Regions from separate parts of the Zea mays genome. Here region 2 is linked to region 1. A link is a contact called in public Hi-C data. All regions are on one chromosome and are shown on one strand. Each heading gives the region's core, a stretch centred on a gene start, on an enhancer-like site or on the middle of the called end of the contact. The rest is flanking DNA. Distances are from core to core; before and after follow the strand shown.

Region 1 (7,357 bases), core at 2,091-4,590:
CAGCCTACCCCTTAGAGCCTTAATAGGTAGTATAGATAGATGAACAATACCATGCATAAAGTGCCTTTAACTAGGTGCTACAGCTTCGCATAGCTCAACCTCCGAAACACCTTGGTGCTATATTGCATCAAGAAGCCAAAGGTATGATTGTGTAATCTTGTTTTGTATGAGAAGGGAAATGAAATGCTATGACACATGAGATGATTTCTCGTATCTTACTTCGTCATACTTTTGTGTATTACATTCGATTACACTCAACCTTCGTTCTTGAATAGTTATCCCAAAGAGATAACAGTTCAAGGACGAAGGCTTCTACTTTTTAAGATTGTGTTGCCTTGTTTTTGATTCATACATCAATGGGAAACAAGTGATGAACATCCTCACCTTCTCAACTCACTGCTATTAAGGGCACCAATTCGATGAATGGTACCACAACCACTAAGTTCATAATAGATAAAGATCCAATTTCATAATTCTTTGGGAAGAATGGTAATGGAGGACGTAGGCAACTGAGAGCTCTCATTAAAAGAAAATGAATAGGAAGCACTTTGCCATCAACATATCTTTTCGCTTGAATACCTTTGTTTTGCAAACATACATAAATTGAGAGCCAAGGCTGGGCGTGCAAGTATTAAGAGTAGGTTGGAGATGCTCTACTAGACAAAAGAGGTGTGAGCGAAGACGTTGATAGTCGAGAAACCCCGTGCAGCGCACGATCACTACAACAACCACAACCCTCATCGTAAGCGGCTGGGGTTATCGAGACTGAGGGTAACATGACGTGCCAGAATAGAACAGAGGTGCTCATCCCCTCACCCGACTCGATGGGTGTGGCTATGGGTGAAGATTTCGACCCACTGGTGCAACTTGCACCTGACCCGAAGTTTTGTGGCTGCGGGTACGAGTTTTTATTTCAACCCGCGGGTGACCCGCACCCGACCCGAAATCAGTTCATTCTTTATTTTGCGCAAAAATGATTAAAATATAATAGTAATTATTTTGAATAAGTATCTTGCAGAATGATTCATATATGGTTTTGTTGGTGCTCATCATGAGAGGGCTTAAAATAATTAGATATAACTTAATTATTGATATTACTTAATCGCTTATAGCTAAATTACTGTTTAAAATGTACACCGGGTAAAACCTGCGTGTGACACGAAACCTACCCGAAACCCGACGTGTTTGGGTGTGGCTTTGGAATTTCACCCAAAGTTTCGATCGCAGGTGGGTTTTGATAAGCTTCACGGATGCGACCGCGGGCGGGTTTTTGCTCCATCTGACTCGAACTCAACCCATTGCCATCCCTAGGAAGGAAGACACAACATCATCCTTGGTCGTTCGGCCGGTCAGCAACAAGCAACACTAGTAGGGGTGTAAAAGACATGGATATTATCCAAGCAACCGATCGTCCGAAGAGGCAAATTATCCAGTTGAATAGTTTTTTCGGATATCCACAACATACCCAAATTTCATATTCAGATCTGGATAGTATAGTTTGGATATCAGATACGAATATGGGATGACTGATATCCGATGGATTTTAGATATCCGAATATCTATTTCGGATAGCTGTGTGCTTGTGTGCGTTTTGACGGGTTTTGAAGAAATAATAATAATAATACACAAATAACCTAAAACTTCATGAAAGTGTACGAATGTGTAACATATGTCCATATATATATTTCTAAAAAATGTTTGAACCATAAAATTCATAATATGCCATCGTTTTTCTATTTCACTTCCACTTGTTACGTGAGTTACATGTGAAATCAATCTAAGACTATCTCCAACAATGAGCTCTAAAGGGTCATGTACTCTAAATTTAGAGGACGAGGACGTCATCTACTCCCTCCAGCAACGTCCTCTAAACGGCCCTCTAAATTTAGAGAACGCTGCTGAATCATTTACATGTAGAGTTTCTCTAAACGGTTCTCTATCTATTTGAATACTTTAAACAACCAGTTTAATAAAACTAAAATATGTACAATACATTTGAGAGTATGATAAATACGTATGTACAAAAATTAAAAAATAAAAAATATCTTTAATATAGGTATTTACATATAGAGGACGTGATTTAGAGGACGTTGTTGGAGAGAAAGTAGATATAGGAGATGAAATCTTTTAGAGAAGACTGTAAATGACGGATATAGATGATGTATATAGAGGACGTTGCTGGAGACAGTCTAAGTATCTAAGTTTCTACATATTCAATACTCCACTTTATCATTTTCATATGGGGACTTGAGGTTATCTTATTATATAATGTTTATTAGTCTTGGTAACTTATTTGTATTTTTTGACGAAGTTAGAATAATTTATGAATTTAATAAATTTAATGATTTTTTTGCGAAACGAAATTGAAATACACAAATAGATTCTGAAATTTATGAAATTTTACGGAGTCACAACATATGTCCACATACAATCCTAAAAAATGTTTGGAACATAAATTCACAAGATGCCAACATTGTTTCCATTTACCTTCCATTTGTTGTGTGAGTTACACGTCAGATGACTCTAAGTATCCATGTTTTAACATAATTAATACTTCACTTTATCATTTTTACGTAGGGACTTAAAGTTACCTTCTTATAGAATATTTATTAGTCTTGGTAAGTTATTTGCAATTTTCTATCGAAACCAGAATATTTTATGAATTTAATTGTATTTTGATGATTTTATGTAGAAAGAAATTAATAATACACTAATAGCCTTACCATTTCATGAAATTTTATAAAGGCACAACATATATCCATATATAATTCTAAAAAATGTTTGGACTCAAGTAGTGGCTAAACGATTACAACAACAATGCTGTGTGAAATGATGTCTTACACAGTATCCGAAAAAAAATCTGTTACCAACGTTATCCATATCCGACTAGTTCCGTATTCGACACACGATTATCCGTATTTGCATCCGAAAATATTCATATATTTGTATATGCATTCGTATTCGAAGTTATTCATATTTAAATTTAAATCCGAATAAAAATATGAATAATATGTTTTCGATGATGATAACATCCCTCCGATCAATACGAGAGACAAACACGTAAATCACGTGGCACGTCAATCAGCCCGGAATCATGGAATCGAATAAAGATAAAATAAATAAAAAGCAGTGCGCAAGTGGGAGGAAGGCGGGGCCGCATCGGCCCATCCCCATACGGCCACACCTGTTCTCGCAGAATATAAAGCATCCGGCACTCGGCCGCAGAGCGGAGGCCCTACCGGACAGTGAGGCGCCGCTTGCCCTCCACATACGGCCGCGGCGAGGAACCCAAAAGGCCAAAACCCTCCCAAAAGCTACTACACAGTACACACACGGAACGGAATCCGGGCATCCGGGAAAGCAGCCCTAATCTCAAGGCCGCGGCTGCGAGCGCTGCTTCCCACCTCCCAACTCCAGAAGTCCTCCCTAGACGCCGCCAGCCGCGCGCACACCCACCGAGAGCTCCTCGGGCTTTCTTTCTCCGTTCCTCCCTCGCGCGCTCAGGGTTTCACGATGGAGGCCGAGGCGGCGGCCAAGAGGGCGCGGGAGGGCGGGGAGGACGCCACCGCGCCGGTGGCGGGGGCCGAGGCGGTGGTCGCCGGTGCTGGCGAGCAGGCGGGAATCTCCGCCGTCATCCCAGGATGGTTCTCCGAGATCAGCCCCATGTGGCCCGGTGCGTCCCCTGTTTTCCGTCCTCTGCTGCGCTGCGCTGCGCATCGTCATGCTCCCCCTGTTCTGTTGAGCGCACTTTTTACTTCGGATATTCTTCTTTAGTCACTGCGGGGTCAGGGTCACGCCAACCACGTGTGTTTGCCCTTGCTCATGGGTCGGTTTCGGTGTCGAAATGGTAGGTGAGGCGCACTCCTTGAAGGTGGAGAAGGTTCTGTTCCAGGGCAAGTCAGACTACCAAAATGTGATGGTTTTTCAGGTAAATTGTTATTGCCTTTTGCTTGCACCCAAGCCACTTCGCAATTCTTCGGTGGGACATGATCCTGTTGCCTTTCTGTTTTGCGTTATAGTCCTCCACGTACGGGAAGGTGCTTGTCCTCGACGGAGTTATTCAGGTGACAGAGAGGGATGAGTGCGCGTACCAAGAGATGATTACTCACCTGCCCCTTTGCTCCATCAAAGACCCCAAGAAGGTATATGAGATGACCCTTTTTGGCTATTTGTACCAGTGTTATTAAAACTACGTTTAAACAACGTTTAAACTACGTTTAAACGTCAAAACTCTAATTAGAGGTTGAAACCGCGTTTTGGCATTTTGGCGTTCTGAACTGTAGAACACAGTGTTTCATGCGTTTTAGACCATTAGATATTTTTGGGCCTAGTCTGTTAGTTACTTTTGGGTCCAATCCGGTTCATGTGTGAAGTTTTGGTAAGCCACTAACCTCTCTGTTTTGGTATTTAACTTCATGTTATTGTCTGAAATTATGATATATTGGTATTTTTCATATGTTGTTTAAAACTACGTTTAAACAAAAGTTTAAACGTTTAAAAGTCAAAACTGAACCCATGAGTGTTTCGACGTTTTATTGTTTTAATAACCTTGATTTGTACCTTGCCTAAGCATCTTTATTGGACTCATACAGTTATTTAGCAGAATGTACCCTTCATTTGTTTTTTATGCCAAAAAAAAAAAACGAACCAAAACTGCAATTAGTAGCTTATAATATTATTGCTGAGAAAATTTGAAATACTTGCTGGCATCATATCTAACGATAATAGCATACATGCTATGGTACATTTAGCATTAAAAGGTGTACTCCGATGCTATTTGCATCAATTTAAACATCTTTAAGAATAGGTCATTGGTTACTTCATACAGTTTTGACTTATAATTTGTTTGAACTTGTAATGCCTGAAGAAACATGCAGCAAAATTTATTAGGATGCAATTGCACTGCCAAGTTTATTAATTAGGTGAATTTAGGTATTTGTACTTTTCAAAATGATGAATATGTATACAGATGAATGTCTAGTTTCTAAAATTTATTGGATGTAACGTTAAATTGTTTCATGATGCACAGGTGTTGGTTATTGGAGGGGGGGATGGTGGTGTTTTGCGTGAGGTTTCACGGCATATCTCTGTGGAGCAGATTGACATCTGTGAAATTGATAAGATGGTGGTAGATGTAAGATCTCTCTTCCTGTATTCGGACAATACTATGCAGTGACCACTGGTATTATGTTTTATTTAGTAACTGATGCATTTCAGTGGTTGTGTATTAAGGGCTTTTAGATGTTTGAGAGCATTTGCTTTCTTTTAGACTTGTATGAACGCCAATAGTTTGGTTTACATGTCTTCATCTACCTTCAAGTTTAGGTCTACAATTGATTTTACTAATATCACTTGATTTTTCGACTGTGATGTTAGCTGCTCCTGCTATGCCTTATTCAATTTCTAAAATTCATTCATTTTCGTATTTTGATACTACTACATTTTGTGTTAGTAATCTGTGCTATTCTTTCTCTGACCCCTGAAATAATACTATGTGCTGTCTTAACAGTTATATAACCTTTTCAATGGTTTGTCTCTTGTGTACTTTTTTTTAAATTGTCTGTTCCATTGTGCAGGTCTCCAAGCAATTTTTCCCTCATCTAGCTGTTGGATTTGAAGACCCTCGTGTGTCATTACACATTGGAGATGGTTAGTACCGTGTTTCTCTGCTTGCCAAGTTTTTTGTTTTGTTTTGCATAATATTTGTTTGTAGGCAACATCTGAGCCTTATTTGCCCCTGATTCAAATGTAGCTTGAACTTTATTACAATCAATACATATAGGATATACAACTTCTGGTTTCAGCACTTCAACTTGTGTTGATATCTTTAGTTGGGTTTGTGTCTGATCCAGGTTAATTCTTGTTAGACTTTTGACTGCATTATTATTCTATATTTATTTATTTCGAATGACATAATTCTATATTTGTTTATTATTTGGTCCATAACTAAATTGGTGTATGCTATATTTTGAAGTTCCCCTGATAGCGCCTGGGCCTGGCCCCTGCTTTTCATTTCCACTGTTCCAGCTTGATATTCCTTCATAGTTTTTGTCATGTCCCTTCCTTCTGATATAATTTTAAAAGTTCAACATTGAATTTTTAATGGCCCGCTTCATTATTTGATGGATGTTTATGTTATGTATTTGATCAATAGTTCTGTGCTACATATTTATGTGATGCTTAAAATCTCCATTGATATGTTGATGCAGGGGTTGCCTTCTTGAAAAATGCTCCAGAGGGTACATATGATGCAGTAATTGTGGATTCTTCTGATCCGATAGGTAACTGTTGTTAATCGTGTGTTTGTTACCTAGCTCTGCCGTTAATGTTTGATCAACATCTGCCTGCATAACCAGGTCCTGCTCAGGAGCTTTTTGAGAAGCCTTTCTTCCAGTCGGTGGCCAGAGCTTTGCGTCCAGGTGGAGTTGTATGCACCCAGGCAGAGAGCATATGGCTACATATGCACATCATTGAAGATATTTTCGTCAATTGCCGCCAAGTTTTCAAAGGCTCAGTTAACTATGCTTGGACAACAGTACCTACATACCCTAGGTATGCACAACGAATCCAGTGTACCATATTGTGCCAGTTTCTCTATTTATCCACTGGGTTGATATGCTTCCATTGCAGCGGAGTTATTGGGTTCATGCTTTGCTCCACCGAAGGGCCTGCTGTTGATTTCCAGCACCCTGTTTTCAACATCGAGGAGGATGAACATTCTACGAAATCAAAAGGACCCCTTAAGTTCTACAACTCGGAGGTGTGTATTTTTGCTGATTTCACCGCCTTTGCATTAGAACTCAAGCTGTTTCCTGATTCTATTCTATTTCTATATTTTCAGATCCACACGGCATCATTCTGTTTGCCCTCTTTTGCAAAGAGGGTAATTGAGTCAAAGGCAAGCTAGACGTGAGGATACTTCACCAAGTCCAGTCGATTGGGTTAAGTACCTTAGGCGCAACACAAAATTTGTTGTCGTGTGAAAATGGGATGCCTCCCTCCCCCACCCCCCACTTGATGAATAAGCACATGAGATGAGATGCAACGGTTATCGGAGTTGTCAGTCTATACGATTCTGTCTGTTGTATGTGCCGGCTGCCAGGTGCAGCTATGAAAACGTTTTGCAATAGCTGTTTTCGGCAGTGCTCTGATCAGGTTGAGTTTTGGACATCATTTATTATGTTCCTGCATCCATACCTGATACTCCCTCCGTTCTTTTTTATTTGGCGCGGTTTAGTTCAAAAATGAACTAGTGGTGATAAATATTCGAGAGAACGGAGGTAGTACCACAGATGGAATATATAAGAAATAAAACTGTGTAATGGTTGTTGCCATCCTATCTTTTTGAAACTGGTTC
Region 2 (7,357 bases), core at 1,343-3,842, 180 kb before region 1:
GTCTCGTGTGTTTTTACAAGGGTGTTTTGGTACAAGGTGCTGAGAAAATTTGGTACTAGCCCTGAAGCCAGGTACCAGTTCCTTTTTGGAATGGTGGGAAGAAGCCTCTGAGACAGTGAATGGACTCACCAAGAAAGGTCTTGATTCCCTCATCATCTTAGGGGCCTGGTCGGTTTGGAAACACCGTAATAGGTGTGTTTTTGATAATGGTTCTCCCAACCTGTCTCTAATCCTCAGACAGGCGGATGAAGAAAGGAGCCGATGGGAAGTTGCAGGGGCCAAGGGTCTATCCTTCCTGGCAGCCCCCCTGCCTGGTTCCTGAGGGCTGCTGTTTTGTTTTGTTGGGTGGTGAACCTGTTCCCATGGATCCCTTCTTTATGCATGTGTCTGGCCTCCGTAAGGAGTCTCTTGGTTTGTATTTTTGGGTCTTCTTAGACCTTGTTACCTTCCTTCTTAATATATATTGTAACGCAGTTCTCCTGCGCATTCTAAAAAAAATAGGATAAATCACGGAACAACATAAACTAACAATTAGCTTGTATTGCTCTTCCAACTTCCATGGTTACACTCCTAAGAACTTTGGAAAGAACCTCCCTATGAAGAAAGGAAACTAGCAACGAACGATAGGTTTACCCTTTTATGTCTTTTATGAATTATAAGCAATCACTTCATGAAAGGAAACACGAAGCAGCTAGGTTTGCTGAATGTTCAGCATCAAAGTCTTTTGATCAATCACATAAGGTCATGTAATATGTATACACTAAGCTGTGAAGGTGTCAAAAATAAAACTAGGGAAGGAAAATCAAACAAAGAATACCCCTCCACCTCCATATCTACCCCCAAAAAATAATGAGAGCTTAGGCTAGGTAAAAGCTTTCTCCTTGCCCACTACTACATCCATCCCACTGACAGCCTACATCCATTAGCTGAACGCCAAACATCCTAACCCCAAACACTGGATGCATATGGACCTTGCATCAACTCTTCTCATCACTGACCACTGGGGCTCTTAATCATGGACAACCAGGTAGCCACTACTGTGCAGATCACACAAGTACATGACTCGTCAATGCATGCCTACCAAGTGTCTGCAGTTTCATCGTCATGTTTCAGTGCTAGTATCATTAAAAAATTGTTTACAAGAGTTACATGGTCAACATGTCAAGTACAAGCTGGCCGGGCCATTAATATATATACAAAGAGCTTCTATCAGCCAAGTTCACATATCTCAGCATGCCAATAATATTGGCAGAGAATATTTTGGGAAGGTATAAGAAGAGTTGATGGTGCAGTTATTTTATTCCGATAAAAATAAAAATCCATAGCAGATGTAGAACATTTGATTTTTTTCTAATGAATATATCATATTTTCCTAGTATTTATGTACCATTATGGATGATGCACAACTTTCCTATCAACTATGCATCTTCAGTCTACCTTTTTGTATACATCGGTGGATAGAATTTAGCAGTTACTATTATGCAATTAGATCTAAAAGAGAGTACTTTAGCTCTGTTTCACCGTTGGGTATGCTGATAGTGCCCCATCCCTATTACAGAATCACGGCACCAGTAGCTGCTGAACCTACCATGCATGTGCATCAAATTGACAGCAGCCACAAATAGTCCCCAAGGTGTTCAAACCAGCACTATTGGCTGCTGTGCTGCAACATATTGCTACCCTAATGCATCAATTGCGCTCAACTCAAGCCCTCCCGGACTCAATATCACATTTGATCCAGTCAACTACAAACTAAGACTTAGATAACCCCACATCTACACAGTTAGCCAAGTGTCTCCACTTGTGCTAAATTTGGCAAGGGTTAGGCTGTCAAAGACTCGCTCTGTGAGACCCCAACTACTGTTAAACTATTCATTCGAACAACTACAGTTAACTTCCTACAGTTTACCACTTGTGAATCCAGGAGTGAGGTCACAAACACGAGACGATAGACATGAAACACCACGCCAGAATGACTGAACTAAAGGCAAGGGGTGCGGACATTTTGGTAGTGGAAGTGCTGCCAACCTGCTCAAACTGCGGGAAGGATATCCACTCCGGGAAGTTATCACCGCACAGCTTCCTGAGGTCGTCCCTGCTGAGAGACCCAAGCACCTTGATATCCGCAGCCTACAGCAAGGAAGAGAGAGACACGCAACGAAACTCAAATCCGACAAAGACCAAGCCTCACAGTTAGTCCTGAATTGAACGATCCAACTCCACGGTGTAGCGAGAACGGGGCGAGGCTTATTACAGTCTGCTCGCAGCGGCACAACCCTAACCAACTCACCTTGGCGATGCGCTTCGTGCTGCGTCGGCGCATGACGCGGCTCCAGCCGGCCATGATGGCGACGCCAACAATGACCCCCATCATCATCCCGGATATCAACCCCATCCTAGCCGCCGCCGGCCAACTTCGCTTAGCCTAGAGGACACCTCGGATTCCTAGCTCATGGAGCGAAGAACGACTGAGATCTGGACGACGCGAAAAGGCGAAGAGAAAGGGGCGTGCGTTTCCGATCGATTTGTGGCTGGGAGAATGGAAAGAGGAGGAAATTGATTGCTTGGTTAGTAACGAGCAGCGTGGTGAGGAGGAATGAGCTGTTGGCTTACTGGAGCGGGGCACACACGGCACTCGTAATCGGCAAGGAGGTCGCTGAGCTGGGAGGGAAGCGGGGTCAACTTCACAGCGATCTGGGCGGAGGGAAAATGGGTTGATTTAGGACAGACCAAAGAGTCGACAGCGGGAGAATAGCACGGGCACGGCGTGTCGTGTCCGCGGCTGTGGGGATCCGGATTCGGAGGGGGCTGGGCCGCTGGGGGCACGTGATCTGGATCTTTTTGCTTTTTGTTTTACTAGCAAGTAATATCTCCTCCTACATAAATCAAATTTCAAAATTATATTGAATTAAACACCTTTATATTAATCATATTTACGAAAAATATAAATGTGATATGCTAATCTACCTAATGTTACTAGTTTAGTTCCGAACGCTCTATTCTATAAATTTAGCTAAACTTAAAATAACTCTAAAAAACATTTTATTTGGGAATGGTGGAAGTATATTTGTATGTGTTTTTTAATGAGATAAAAACGTCAACGCACATTCGTTATAAACGAGAGCATGAATGTTACATCTTATATATCTACTTATGCTTTATTCTTAATTTTTATAATAGATATAAATCATTATGATAACCATGGCAATATGGCATCCATAATATGAGTTAATATACTGATAATACTATGACAATGTCCTATTGAACATGCATATAGTTAAAATGTAATTTTGATAGGTTTTTCTTTCATTTAAAATACAAAATATTAGCCACAAATATGTCATATAACTTTAATTTTTCATATTATCCATACATTGTTACAGTATAAAACAAGTTTTGCAGTTTTTCTTGAGGATTATAAAAATCTATAATTTAAATTTAGTTCTAGTAGACAAGAAGATAGTTGTTGATATGTAAAATTGTCGGCGTTTCGACCCCGGGGGGTCCCTGGACCGACGAGTAAAATTGTCGCTGTGTGTCCCAGTCCAGATGGGTTGGCGCGAGATGGAACACGAAGGGGGGAAAACCGCGGCTCGTGTTATCCTGCGCCAGAGTGGGTGCGCTTGCAGTAGGGGTTACAAGCGTTCGCGATGGAGAGAGGGAGTCCCGCGCGACCACCCCCTCGTATGAGGGCCCTGGCCCTTCCTTTTATAGATGCAAGGAGAGGGTCCAGGTGTACAATAGGGGTGTAGCAATATGCTAACGTGTCCGGCAGAGAGGAGCCAGAGCCCTATGTACATGCCAACGTGGCTGTCGGAGAGGTGCTAGAGCCCTGTGTATGTGGTGTCGTGGCCGTCGGAGGAGCGTTTGAGCCCTATAGAAGCACAGCTGTCGGGGCAGTTGGGACCTTGTTGACGTCTCCTTGCTTCCGTAAGGGGCTGAGAGCCACCGTCGTCATGGACGCACGCGGGGAGCCATCATTACTTGTTACCGGTGCGAGCCTGGATGGGACGCCGGTCTTGTTCCCCCGTAGCCTGAGCTAGCTAGGGGTAGGGTAATGATGTACCCCTTGTGAAAGTCGCCTAGAGGGGGGTGAATAGGGCGAAACTGAAATTCTCAAAAATAATCACAACTACAAGCCGGGTTAGTGTTAGAAATATAATCGAGTCCGCGAGAGAGGGCGCAAAACAAATCGCAAGCGAATAATGAAGTGAGACACGCGGATTTGTTTTACCGAGGTTCGGTTCTCTCAAACCTACTCCCCGTTGAGGAGGCCACAAAGGCCGGGTCTCTTTCAACCCTTACCCTCTCTCAAACGGTCCCTCGGACCGAGTGAGCTTTCTCTTCTCAATCACTTGGAACACAAAGTTCCCACAAGGACCACCACAAGATTGGTGTCTCTTGCCTTAATTACAAGTGAGTTTGATCGCAATGAAGAATCAAGAAAGAAGAAAGCAATCCAAGCGCAAGAGCTCGAAAGAACACAAGCAAATCTCTCTCTCTAATCACTAGGGCGTTGTGTGGAATTTGGAGAGGATTTGATCTCTTTGGTGTGTCTAGAATTGAGTGCTAGAGCTCTTGTAAGTAGTTGGGAAGTGGAAAACTTGGATGCAATGAATGGTGGGTGGTTGGGGGTATTTATAGCCCCAACCACCAAACTAGCCGTTTGGTAAGGCTGTCTGTTCGATGGCGCACCGGACAGTCCGGTGCACACCGGACATGTCCGGTGCGACAGCCACGTCACCAAAACCGTTGGGATTCGACCGTTGGAGCTCTGACTTCTGGGCCCGCCTGGATGTCCGGTGGCGCACCGGACATGTACTGTAGAGTGTCCGGTGCGCCAGCATGGGCGTGCCTGACCTCTGCGCGCGCTGGCGCGCATTTATTGCGTCGCAGGTAGCCGTTGGCGCCTGAAGTAGCCGTTGCCTCGCTGTTGCACCGGACAGTCCGGTGTACACCGGACAGTCCGGTGAATTTTAGCAAAGCAGCTGAAGTGAATTCCCGAGGCTGGCGAGTTCCGGAGGCCGCTCTTCCTTGGAGCACCGGACATGTCCGGTGTACACCGGACAGTCCGGTGAATTATAGCGGAGTTGCCTCTGGAAATTCCCGAAGGTGAGCAGTTCGGAGTGGGAGTCCTCTGGTGCACCGGACATGTCCGGTGGCACACCGGACAGTCCGGTGCGCCAGACCAGAGGTGCCTTCGGTTGTCCCTTTGCTCTTTTGTCGAACCCAATACTTGGTATTTTTATTGGCTAAGTGTGAACCTTTGGCACCTATATAACTTGTACACTAGAGCAAACTAGTTAGTCCAATTATTTGTGTTGGGCAATTCAACCACCAAAATTATTTAGGAACTAGGTGTAAGCCTAATTCCCTTTCAATCTCCCCCTTTTTGGTGATTGATGCCAACACAAATCAAAGCAAATGTAAAAATGCATAATTGAACTAGTTTGCATAATGTGAGTGCAAAGGTTGCTTGGAATTGAGCCAATATAAATACTTACAAGATATGCATGGATCGTTTCTTCGTTTTTAACATTTTGGACCACGCTTGCACCACATGTTTTGTTTTTGCAAATTCTTTTTGTAAATCCTTTTCAAAGTTCTTTTGCAAATAGTCAAAGGTAAATGAATAAGATTTTTGCGAAGCATTTTCAAATTTGAAATTTTCTCCCTTTGTCTTAAAATGCTTTTCCTTTGACTAAACAAAACTCCTCCTCAAATAAATTCTCCTCTTAGTGTTCAAGAGGGTTTTAAGACATCAATTTTGAAAATACTACTTGCTCCCCCTTTAGAACACAAAGAGATACCAATTTGAAATTTACCAATTGAAAATCATTAATTTTTAAAATTAAATTAGGGTGGTGGTGCGGTCCTTTTGCTTTGGGCTCATACTTTCTCCCCCTTTGGCATGAATCGCCAAAAACGGATACTTTGAGTGAGATATAAGCCCTTTCCTAACTATTTTCTCCCCTTTGGTAAATAAAACATATGAGTGAAGATTAAACCAAAGACGGAGAGTGATACGGAGCGACGGCGAAGGATGAGTAGTAGATTGGAGTGGAAGCCTTTGTCTTTGCCGAAGACTCCAATTCCCTTTCAATATACCTATGACTTGGTTTGAAATAGACTTGAAAACACATTAGTCATAGCATATATAAAAGAGATATGATCAAAGGTAAACTTGTGTGCTATGTGTGCAAATTAGCAAAAGAAGTTCCTAGAATCAAGAATATTGAGCTCATGCCTAAGTTTGGTAAAGGATTGTTCATCAAGTGGCTTGGTAAAGATATCGGCTAATTGATCTTTAGTGTTAATGTATGAAATCTCGATATCCCCCTTTTGTTGGTGATCCCTGAGAAAATGATACCGAATGGCTATGTGCTTAGTGCGGCTATGCTCAACGGGATTATCCGCCATGCGGATTGCACTCTCATTATCACATAGAAGAGGAACTTTGGTTAATTTGTAACCATAGTCCCGCAGGGTTTGCCTCATCCAAAGCAATTGCGCGCAACAATGGCCTGCGGCAATATACTCAGCTTCGGCGGTAGAAAGAGCTACCGAATTTTGCTTCTTTGAAGCCCAAGACACCAAGGATCTTCCCAAGAACTGGCAAGTCCCTGATGTGCTCTTCCTATTAATCTTACACCCCGCCCAATCGGCATCTGAATAACCAATCAAATCAAATGTGGATCCCCGAGGGTACCAAAGCCCAAACTTAGGAGTATAAGCCAAATATCTCAAGATTTGTTTTACGGCCGTAAGGTGTGATTCCTTAGGGTCGGATTGGAATCTTGCACACATGCATACGGAAAGCATGATGTCCGGTCGAGATGCACATAAATAAAGCAATGAACCAATCATCGACCGGTATACCTTTTGATCGACAGACTTACCTCCCGTGTCGAGGTCGAGATGCCCATTGGTTCCCATGGGTGTCTTGATGGGCTTGGCATCCTTCATTCCAAACTTGGTTAGAATGTCTTGAGTGTACTTCGTTTGGCTAATGAAGGTGCCCTCTTGGAGTTGCTTGACTTGGAATCCTAGAAAATACTTCAACTCCCCCATCATAGACACCTCGAATTTCTGTGTCATGATCCTACTAAATTCTTCACATGTAGATTCGTTAGTAGACCCAAATATGATATCATCAACATAAATTTGGCATACAAACAAATCATTGTCAAGAGTTTTAGTGAACAACGTAGGATCGGCCTTGCCGACTTTGAAGCCATTAGCAATAAGGAAATCTCTAAGGCATTCATACCATGCTCTTGGGGCTTGCTTTAGCCCATAAAGCGCCTTAGAGAGCCTATAGACATGGTTAGGGTACTCACTATCTTCAAAGCCGGGA

Evidence for each region. A called contact is a pair of places that touch in the nucleus more often than the background predicts.
Region 2: a contact with region 1 is called in a Hi-C map of seedling, with 5 times the contacts expected there. The contact joins the promoter of LOC100384434 here to the promoter of LOC100272866 in region 1. A contact is called at or near these places in 13 of 25 Hi-C or Micro-C datasets (bundle sheath, ear, endosperm and 5 more) and 1 of 3 datasets of contacts at active chromatin or transcription factors (seedling).

What each region holds. Positions count from the first base shown.
Region 1 is chr7:34,973,566-34,980,922 of Zm-B73-REFERENCE-NAM-5.0, reverse strand. LOC100272866 (Spermidine synthase 2) reads left to right here and starts at 3,340. Exons shown (of 9, transcript NM_001147319.1): 1 at 3,340-3,673; 2 at 3,852-3,928; 3 at 4,020-4,142; 4 at 5,030-5,134; 5 at 5,577-5,649; 6 at 6,210-6,281; 7 at 6,357-6,552; 8 at 6,631-6,760; 9 at 6,842-7,148. The coding sequence starts at 3,514. The coding sequence ends at 6,907. It overlaps LOC103633816, which reads right to left and starts at 1,279. Exons shown (of 7, transcript XM_008655492.1): 1 at 1,170-1,279. The coding sequence starts at 1,279.
Region 2 is chr7:35,157,360-35,164,716 of Zm-B73-REFERENCE-NAM-5.0, reverse strand. It overlaps LOC100384434 (Calcium-dependent lipid-binding (CaLB domain) family protein), which reads right to left and starts at 2,592. Exons shown (of 11, transcript NM_001176971.1): 1 at 2,291-2,592; 2 at 2,029-2,130. The coding sequence starts at 2,395.